Regions from separate parts of the Mus musculus genome. Here region 1 is linked to region 2. The links are chromatin contacts, called in public promoter capture Hi-C maps. All regions are on one chromosome and are shown on one strand. Each heading gives the region's core, a stretch centred on a gene start, on an enhancer-like site or on the middle of the called end of the contact. The rest is flanking DNA. Distances are from core to core; before and after follow the strand shown.

The links. Promoter capture Hi-C pulls out the DNA fragments that hold promoters and counts their contacts.
Region 1: a contact with region 2 is called in a promoter capture Hi-C map of the C10 cell line, with 6 times the contacts expected there. The contact joins two enhancer-like sites. A contact is called at or near these places in 4 of 39 promoter capture datasets (the C10 cell line, hippocampal neurons, liver and 1 more).

Annotation. Positions count from the first base shown.
Region 1 is chr1:182,507,463-182,511,980 of GRCm38.p6, forward strand. All of the region lies in intron 2 of Capn2 (calpain 2), which reads right to left. Among named protein-coding and RNA genes, the nearest start is that of Capn2, 7.9 kb to the right of the region's middle. Within about 2 kb of position 1,854, at least 39 of the 459 cell types and tissues checked have an H3K27ac peak or open chromatin away from gene starts, as enhancers often do.
Region 2 is chr1:182,236,259-182,240,450 of GRCm38.p6, forward strand. No RefSeq gene overlaps it. Among named protein-coding and RNA genes, the nearest start is that of Gm33887, 19 kb to the right of the region's middle. Within about 2 kb of position 2,268, at least 21 of the 459 cell types and tissues checked have an H3K27ac peak or open chromatin away from gene starts, as enhancers often do.

The DNA.
Region 1 (4,518 bases), core at 604-3,103, 270 kb after region 2:
CAGCAGATGCTAGCGAGGATGTGGAGAAAGAGGAACACTCCTCCATTGTTGGTGGGATTGCAAGCTTGTACAACCACTCTGGAAATCAGTCTGGCAGCTCCTCGGAAAATTGGACACAGTACTACCGGAGGATCCCCCAATACCTCTCCTGGGCATATATCCAGAAGATGTTCCAACCGGTAAGAAAGACACATGCTCCACTATGTTCATAGCAGCCTTATTTATAATAGCCAGAAGCTGGAAAGAACCCAGATGCCCCTCAACAGAGGAATGGATACAAAAAATGTGGTATATTTGCACAATGGAGTACTACTCAGCTATTAAAAAGAATGAATTTATGAAATTCCTAGGCAAATGGTTGGACCTGGAGGGCATTATCCTGAGTGAGGTAACCCAATCACAAAAGAACTCAAATGATATGTACTCACTGATAAGTGGATATTAGCCCAGAAACTTAGAATACCCAAGATATAAGTTACAATTTGCAAAACACATGAAACTCAAGAAGAACGAAGACCAAAGTGTGTACACTTTGCCCCTTCTTAGAATTGGGAACAAAACACCCATGGAAGGAGTTACAGAGACAAAGTTTGGAGCTGAGACAAAAGGATGGACCATCTAGAGATTGCCATATCCAGGGATCCATCCCATAATCAGCCTCCAAACGCTGACACCATTGCACACACACACTAGTAAGATTTTGCTGAAAGGACCCTGATATAGCTATCTCTTGTGAGACTACGCCGGGGCCTAGCAAACACATAAGTAGATGCTCACAGTCAGCTATTGAATGGATCACAGGGCCCCCAATGGAGGAGCTAGAGAAAGTACCCAAGGAGCTAAAGGGATCTGCAACCCTATAGGTGGAACAACATTATGAACTAACCAGTACCCCGGAGCTCTTGACTCTAGCTGCATACGTATCAAAAGATGGCCTAGTCAGCCATCACTGGAAAGAGAGGCCCATGCAAACTTTATATGCCCCAGTACAGGGGAATGCCAGGGCCAAAAAGTGGGAGTGGGTGGGTAGGGGCGTGGGGGGGAGGGTATGGGGGACTTTTGGGATAGCATTGAAAATGTAAATGAGGAAAATACCTAATTAAAAAAAAAGAGATGCCTGCAAATCCTAAGAGAAGAGCATCATACAAAATTCTTGTCTGGTATTCTTTGAAACTGGCACGTTTAACAAGAACAAGATGGGACTGAGGAGCTGTCACAGTTGAGAGGTGCCCTGGGGGCCAGTACGGCGATGCAATGTGGCATTCTGGAGAGACCCTGAGATGCAAAGGGTCACTGGGGAAACCTGAGGAGTCTGTGTGAAGCACTGACCTTAGGAGAATGCACTGATGCTGGTTCATCTATGGTAGTAAACGTATCACACTCATGTGCGATGTCATTAAGACTGGAAACTATTCTGATTCTCTGCAGCACCTGCTTGGTTCTTCTGTAAATCTAAATTTATTCTAAAAGCACAAAATTTCATCTATTAAAATGAAACAAACAAACAAACAAACAAACAAACAATGCCTATTCCAAAGGGAAAGCAAAACTCACAAAAAATGGGTGGCCTGCCCAAATCATAAGGGCTCCTCTGTGTGGGGAGAGTAAGACCAGACCCACCATCAGGGCCCCAGCTCCCACAGAGCTGCCTTCCTGCTGCATCTCTGATGAGGGAAACACAGGGAGACTGTCCAGAAGAGCACCCAGCAGCCAAACACCGCCTGGTAGGTGTTCTGGGAGCCAAATGAAGGTGCAGCCAAAGTGGCCCACTTCAAGGGCCCAGAGATCACAGACCTACTGTTTGAACAGCTGTGTCAGCACTGGAAACCATATGCTCTCGCCTGGCCCTCAGAGCCTGCTGGGCACAGGATCCATCCCCATCAGCAGTTACAGAGAGCTGAGAGGCTGGCCTCTGGGCCGGCCTAGCTGAGTGAGGCTCAGCCTTTCCTTCCCAGCCTTCCTTGAAGAAGGGCAGAATCTTTTCCTGTGCTGAGTCCATGCCTTGGCCAACCACGTTCTGCAATGCAGGCGGGAGCACCGCTGTGCCTCTGTGTATGCCCATGCCCATGCACACGCACATAAACACACACACACACACACACACACACACACACAGGGAGGGCGGGGGAGAGCATTTGAGGCAGGGCCAGAAGCTGAGCCTCCCAGGAATGCAGGTGAGAGACTGAGTAAAGCACTTGAGGGCAGCACTGTAAGGGGTGTGGGAGGGTGTGGACAGACGCAGGGACGTGTGTACAAGTCCAAAGAGGGCATTTGCCCAGGCTCACTGGGCAAGTGAACACATTTGGGTAGGGGGCACAAATGGAGAAAATGAAACATCCTCTCTCAGCTCGGCATGGAGGACTCAGACCCCGTCAGTTATAAAATGAGTGCAGTACTTGGCATCAGACCAGGGCTCTCACAGTGACTGGGGCGCAGCCTTACATGGACCCTCCTGCCTCTGCACTTTCGGGTTTTCAGATCTGCATAGCATGCGTAAGACTGTCTACTTGGGATTCGGGATGCCACAGTGTAACCAAACCCAACCCAACCCAACGCCACCATCTGGCCCAAACGCCATTGTTTCACAGGCGATCCCTTTTGCTCACCTACCGGACCAAGGAATGGGAAAAAGCTGGCTGTGCACAGGCTCAATTTTAGTGATTGACTGTCTGCTGCCACAGGGATTGAACCTAGGACCTCATCCATGCATGCTGGCCAAGCACTGTACTGCTATCCCACCCCACAGCAAGAATAGCTTTCGAGGGCTGAATGCCACATACCAGTGGGTTTGATAGCATCTTATTTACCCTTCCTTCCTTCTGCAGTTTGGGACAACTGAGGTCCTCAGGGATGCCTGGGCCACGGTCTCCCAACTGCTGACATTACTGGAACCCATGTCTCAGCCACAGCCCTGATCTGTTGCTTCTCAGCCTTTTGGGATTTGGAGATGTTAGTCCCAACCCTGCAGAGCCTGTGTCTGCCACAGCCCTTCTATTGCCTCTGAGCCTTGTGGGACTTGGCGATGGTACCCGCCCTTCAGGATCTCATGCCCAGAGGTCAGCGTAAGGGTGAGAGTTCAGTAAGCTGCATTTCACCACCCATGATCTCCTTAGAGTCCTCCAGAATAAAAAGCCAAACGAAAATAAAATGGCTTATCTGCTACTTCCAGAAACCTTAAATGCTAGACCAATTACGGAGAAACTTTAGGAAGGTTTACATTTCTCTTCTGGACATATAGCAAACAGCTTCTCCCAGGAGTTTAACCCTTGTGGCCCCTCCCAAACTGCCTGATGGAACCGAAATGGGTCTTTTGTTTTGTTTTGTTTTGTTTTGTTTTGTTTTGTTGAGACAGGGTTTCTCTGTATATCCCTGGCTATCCTGGAGCTTGCTCTGTAGACCAGGCTGACTTCGAACTCAGAAATACGCCTGCCTCTGCCTCCCAAGTGCTGGGATTAAAGGCGTGCGCCACCACTGCCCAGCGCGAAATGGGTCTTAACTCAGGTACTTGTTCTGTGCGGCTCGCCCCTTAGGCCGTGGGCAGACTTTTGAAGTGGCTGTATAGGCTTCGCTAGCACTCAGCAACTGCTGTATTTTCCTAGATCCTTCAAATGCTCCCAGGTTGGTCAAAATCTCAATCAACTTCCAGCCCTGTCACCTCCATTTCCTCTAAGCAGTGGCTTGTCCCCACAGGACACTCATCTTAGGCATCTAGGATGCCTGGTCTGCTCTCTTTCCTGGCGAGAGAGGGCAGAGGCGGGAGGCCTGCTTTCTGCAGTGAGAAAACTCTATGGAATTTTAGGAATCCTCACTCAGCAAAGTTGTGTTCCAACTGGGTTCTGTTCTCTCTAGAGGTTGCCCTGTCCTGAGAGTTTGCACAGGCTAGCACATCCCCCACAGGGTGGTACTTCTGCAGGCCTCTTTCTAGGGAGGCCATCTTGGCACTTAAAGCACTAGTGCTGGGGTCAGACAAATGTGTCTGAACACCAGGCCTGTTCTCTCTGGTATGGCAATGCTCATCTGTAAAATGAGAGCGATCGGGGGTATCTTAGAGTGTGGGCAAGCATGATTTAGTGACTGGCTTATTAAATGGTGGCTGCCATCAGTATGAGATCGGAACTCCTAGGAAGTGGGCATAGGAAGGTGGTGAATTCTAGAGAGCCAGTTTTTTTATAGTGGACTTGTCTGGGAAGCCCACTGAGGCAGATAGCAGGCTTCTGGTTTATCAGAGCAAGTAATCTGCCCTGAATAATTAAAGGGTCATGTTTATTACATAGAAGAAAAAGTGAAGGTGGATTATCATTGCTGAGACTCACCAGATGCCTGGGGTGGGGTGGGGCGTTCAGAAGCTGGAGAGCCTAGAGCCCTAATTCTCAGACAGGGCCCTCCCAATCCTGACCGATGCTTGGGTTAGTTTGAATCATTCCGATTGTTCACATTCACACTGCTTTCCCTGGTGAGCTCCTGCGGGGAGCAGCAGGCATGGCAGAGCTGGCCCTGGTGCTTCCCACTTCCTCTCAG
Region 2 (4,192 bases), core at 1,018-3,517:
CACCCCACTGCATGCCCCATCCCAAGATGGGGATTCCTTGCTTTTCTTCCTCTGGCAGATACTGGAGGAAACCCTCTCTGACTTTGTTCTTAGAACAAAAATGAGCCTAGAATGCAAAATCCATGATCCTGTGGTTAGAAAATACTCCTTAAAAGCATAATTTGGGAAAGCATGACCTCAGAACACCTGCTAGCATGTCAGGGTTTGAAAAACGAGCAGTCTGATAAATGGATAGTTGCCACTCAAGACATTGGGATGGCCTTCCATAAGGTTGCTTCCCTCACCCAGGCCTTTATGGTAGCCCTAAAAAAGAAAAAAGGGAAATGTTTTAAATGTGGAAAGGAGGGACACTGGAAGGATGTACCTCCTGATTCTGGCCAACCTGTTGGGGAGAGATATCTTAAAAGCCCTAGATCTGGTCCTGTCTAGTTACCCTGGAGTTACTGGGTCTGCTGCTCCCACAGCCCAGGGAATTCTCCTATCTATGCAATTGAAAAGAATTCTGGAGGATGGTGGCTACTATAAGACCATTCAGATCTGGTGATCCTGCCAGTGGAGCCTTCTTGTCTCTGCAATCCTGGCCAATACTCTACGATTGGTCATAAATATTAAAGTTTTTTTTTTAATCTGTCCCCTACACCCCTATGATTGTCAATGTTTCACCTTTTCAGTCCCCCAAATTAACAACACTGGGCCAGCCTCCTGATATGGATGGAGAGTCCTCCCTTAAGAATGGCCAACAGCCTCACTATATGCCAGGAGGTGGTTGCTGTGACCCTGAAACCACATTTAGAAAGAGGAATGTCTACCACTACATGGATGATATCTTGACCTAGGGAGATCAAAAAGTGGTACCCCATGACTTCAAAGATTTAATAATTCCTGCTCTAACAAAAATAGGATTAAAAAGTAGCCCTGAACAAGGTACGACTCATTCCTTCTTGGCAACAGACATTTCCTTAACCTCCGTCTGTCCTCATAAGCCTAATCTAATATTCCCCAAGATGCTAAATCTCAATGTGATCTAGAGTTTCTTGGGAAACCTCAACTGGCTCTGGCCATGGCTGCCTATCCCTACAAAAACCCTGCAGCCTCTTTTTAATCTCTTCACCACCACCATCACCACCACCATCACCACCACCACCAGCATCACCCCCCCCCCACGCCCCCCTGTCCCTTCAATACTCACCTCTGAGGCCAAACAAGCTCTTTGGCAATGAGTTGATCTGGCCTGATACACACCAGACAAACCTGTCCAGCTCCTCATATTCAACCCTTTCCCAACCCTCACTGGGGCTCTGTATCAGCCTCAGAGAGTTTTGGAAAGGCTCCACTCTCCTGTTGGCAGTGCTCCCAGACTCCTAACAAGGGTTGATGCCCTGATTTCTATGATAAAGCTAGGAAGAATTACAAACACCAGGCAGGGAACCAGACTCTTTCATAAAGCCCTTTTCTCTCTCTCAGATGTCCAGTGATTACTAGAAAAAAAAAATCACCCCCTTTTGCCATCAGCCTAATGGGGTTCTCAGGGCAAATAGATAACCATTATCACAATGGGAAATTGGCCTCTGCTTTGCCACTTCTAACATTGCTCCTCACAACCAGCTTCTTTTTATGAGAACCAATTCCTGAGGCCCCTCCCATCTTCACCAAGAAGGGAAACCTGGAGGAGAGGGCATGGGGGGGGGGCTGCAGTCATATTTTCCACCCTGGAGATCAACCCCCAACTCTTCACTTCCGGGGACTCCCTGGCCACTCCCCCAATGCAGGGAAATCTGTGCTGTCTGTCTACATGGCCCTTAAGAAGGAAAACAGCCCTTTCAACTTATTTTATGACACCGTATGAGGTTATCTTACTCCCCTGGCTCTCTGGATCTTTTGTCTGGCGTCTTAGTTTGGGTTTCCACTGCTGCAACGAGACACCATTGTTGAACTTTGCCTCTCCCCAGAATAGCTGTTGCCATTTTCTTCCAGGCCCGCCAGCTATTTCATACGGTTGCTGTAATGTGCCTGTCAGTCATTGACACGGGAAAAATAACTTGACTCAGAGCAGGGGCATGCTGACCACATCCCCTGTTATGTTCTGCATGCTCTAGAGGAGGTTTGTTAATCTTAACAAATTCCACAAAGCTTCATGTAGGAGCCGTCAAGTTAAAGGTCAATATGAATGTTATCTCTAAAATGGCTTCAGTCAGAGCTGATCACTGGGCAGCACTCATTGTACCTGTGTGTGAGCTCATGCTGGCTTTGTGCTTTGTCCTTTATAAGCTGACTGAAAAAGATGTTTGTTACCATGGCTCAGCTCCCAAGGTCTAGGCTGAGCCAGAGTCCCTGAATGCTCAGTATTAGGGTGTGCACTCAATAATTTATTTTTGTTTATCTGAGATTGATGTTTGCATGGTTTGTGTGGCAAATCCTGAACCCCAACAACCATGACCAGGGCAACTCTTATAAAGGACAACATTTAATTTCAGCTGACTTGCTAGTTCTGAGGTTGAGTCCACTATCATCATGGCAGAAAGCATGGCAGTATCTCTGGCATCTCTAACATTTTGGGGTCTCCAAGGCAACTTCAATTTTATAGCTTCTTGTTCCAATGTCTGGGATTCACACATGATCTTCTGGGCTCCTCCAAAGGGCTTGGGTCACTTCTCCAGCTCTGCCTTCTGTAGTATTACAAGGTCTGGTTTACTCCACTCCACTGTCACTGCTGTTCTTGGTGGTCATCCCATGGTACTGGCATCTCTAATATGCTGGAGTATTCCCCTGCAGTTAGGTTTCACCAATAGCCTCTCATAGCTCCCTTCATGGGGACAAGCCTCAACTTCTTTGCATGACTCCTGCAGTTTGGGCTGTCAGTTGCAACTGAGGCTGCACCTTCACTAATGGCCTTCCCTGGCCTCTCAAAGTGCCAAACCTCAGCTTCATACCTTCAAAACCAGTACCACCTGGGTGACTCTCACACATTACCAAGTCCAGCTGAAGTATGAGGTACAAACCTGGCTATTTCTGGAACACAGCTTCTTTGTGCTCTCAGAAAGCACTTCCCAGAAGATTTTATCTCAGTGATGCTGGTCTCTTCTTAATTATCACTAACTTCTTAGCTCCATCTAAGCAGCATCAGTTGTCCCAGTAGTTCATTTTATTCTTGACTCTAAAGCTAGAGTCTCATGACCCAAGCCACAGAGTTCTGCTGCTTGCTGGGGCTGGAACATGGCTCCCCTCTTCATTACAATAATGGCCCTGTCTTCACCAGCATTTATTTATTTATTTATTTATTTATTTATTTATTTATTTATTGGTTTTCTTGAGACAGGTTTCTCTGTGTAGCTCTGGCTGTCCTGGAACTCACTTTGTAGACCAGGCTGGCCTCGAACTCAGAAATCTGCCTGCCTCTGCATCTCGAATGCTGAGATTAAAGGCGTGTGCCACCACGCCTGGCTCTACCAGCATTTATTTTAAAGCATTCTGTTCTGCATGGAAAATTGCTCACTGTATGGGGTCCCTTATAATCCCCAAGGACAAGGAAAAATTGAAGGACACATCAATCCCTCAAAACCCAGCTAACAAGGCAAGACACAACCTCTTACCCCCTTATGTCTAGTTGTCAATGGCTCTAACAACAATAAACATTCTTAATATATATGAAAACATAAACTATCCTCCCATTATTCTTAATTGGTATACACTACAATTAACACCCCTCCCCCTTGTTGGTGAGATGACAGGACCCCCTAGATAGGTTCTGGAAGGAAACTGACCCCCTCCTCACAACAAAAAGTGGTTTTATTTGTGTATTCCCCTAAGATCAACCATGCCCTACCTGGATATCAGCACAAAAAATTTGACACCTTACTGATCACCAAGCAGATAGCTCATCTTTCACCTAGTCCTGACTGAAAGGGAAGGGCAAGATCTAGAAGGAGACACCTGTGACCAAGGAATGAGATTGCCTGGAAGGACATTCATGACCTGGTGGCAACCATACAACACATTTCTTCCTCAGACTTCCCTCTCTGCTGTTTTAATGGCAGTCTTTGTTACATTGCAGGCCCATCCTGCCACCCCACAACCCATAATTCCCTCCCCAACATCTACCACTGGTGTTTTCTGCTTAGGAAACCTATGATCATAGGAATCAGAAGACTGTGTCTACAGACTGCCCATCCACGCATGCCAAAACCTTCTTTCT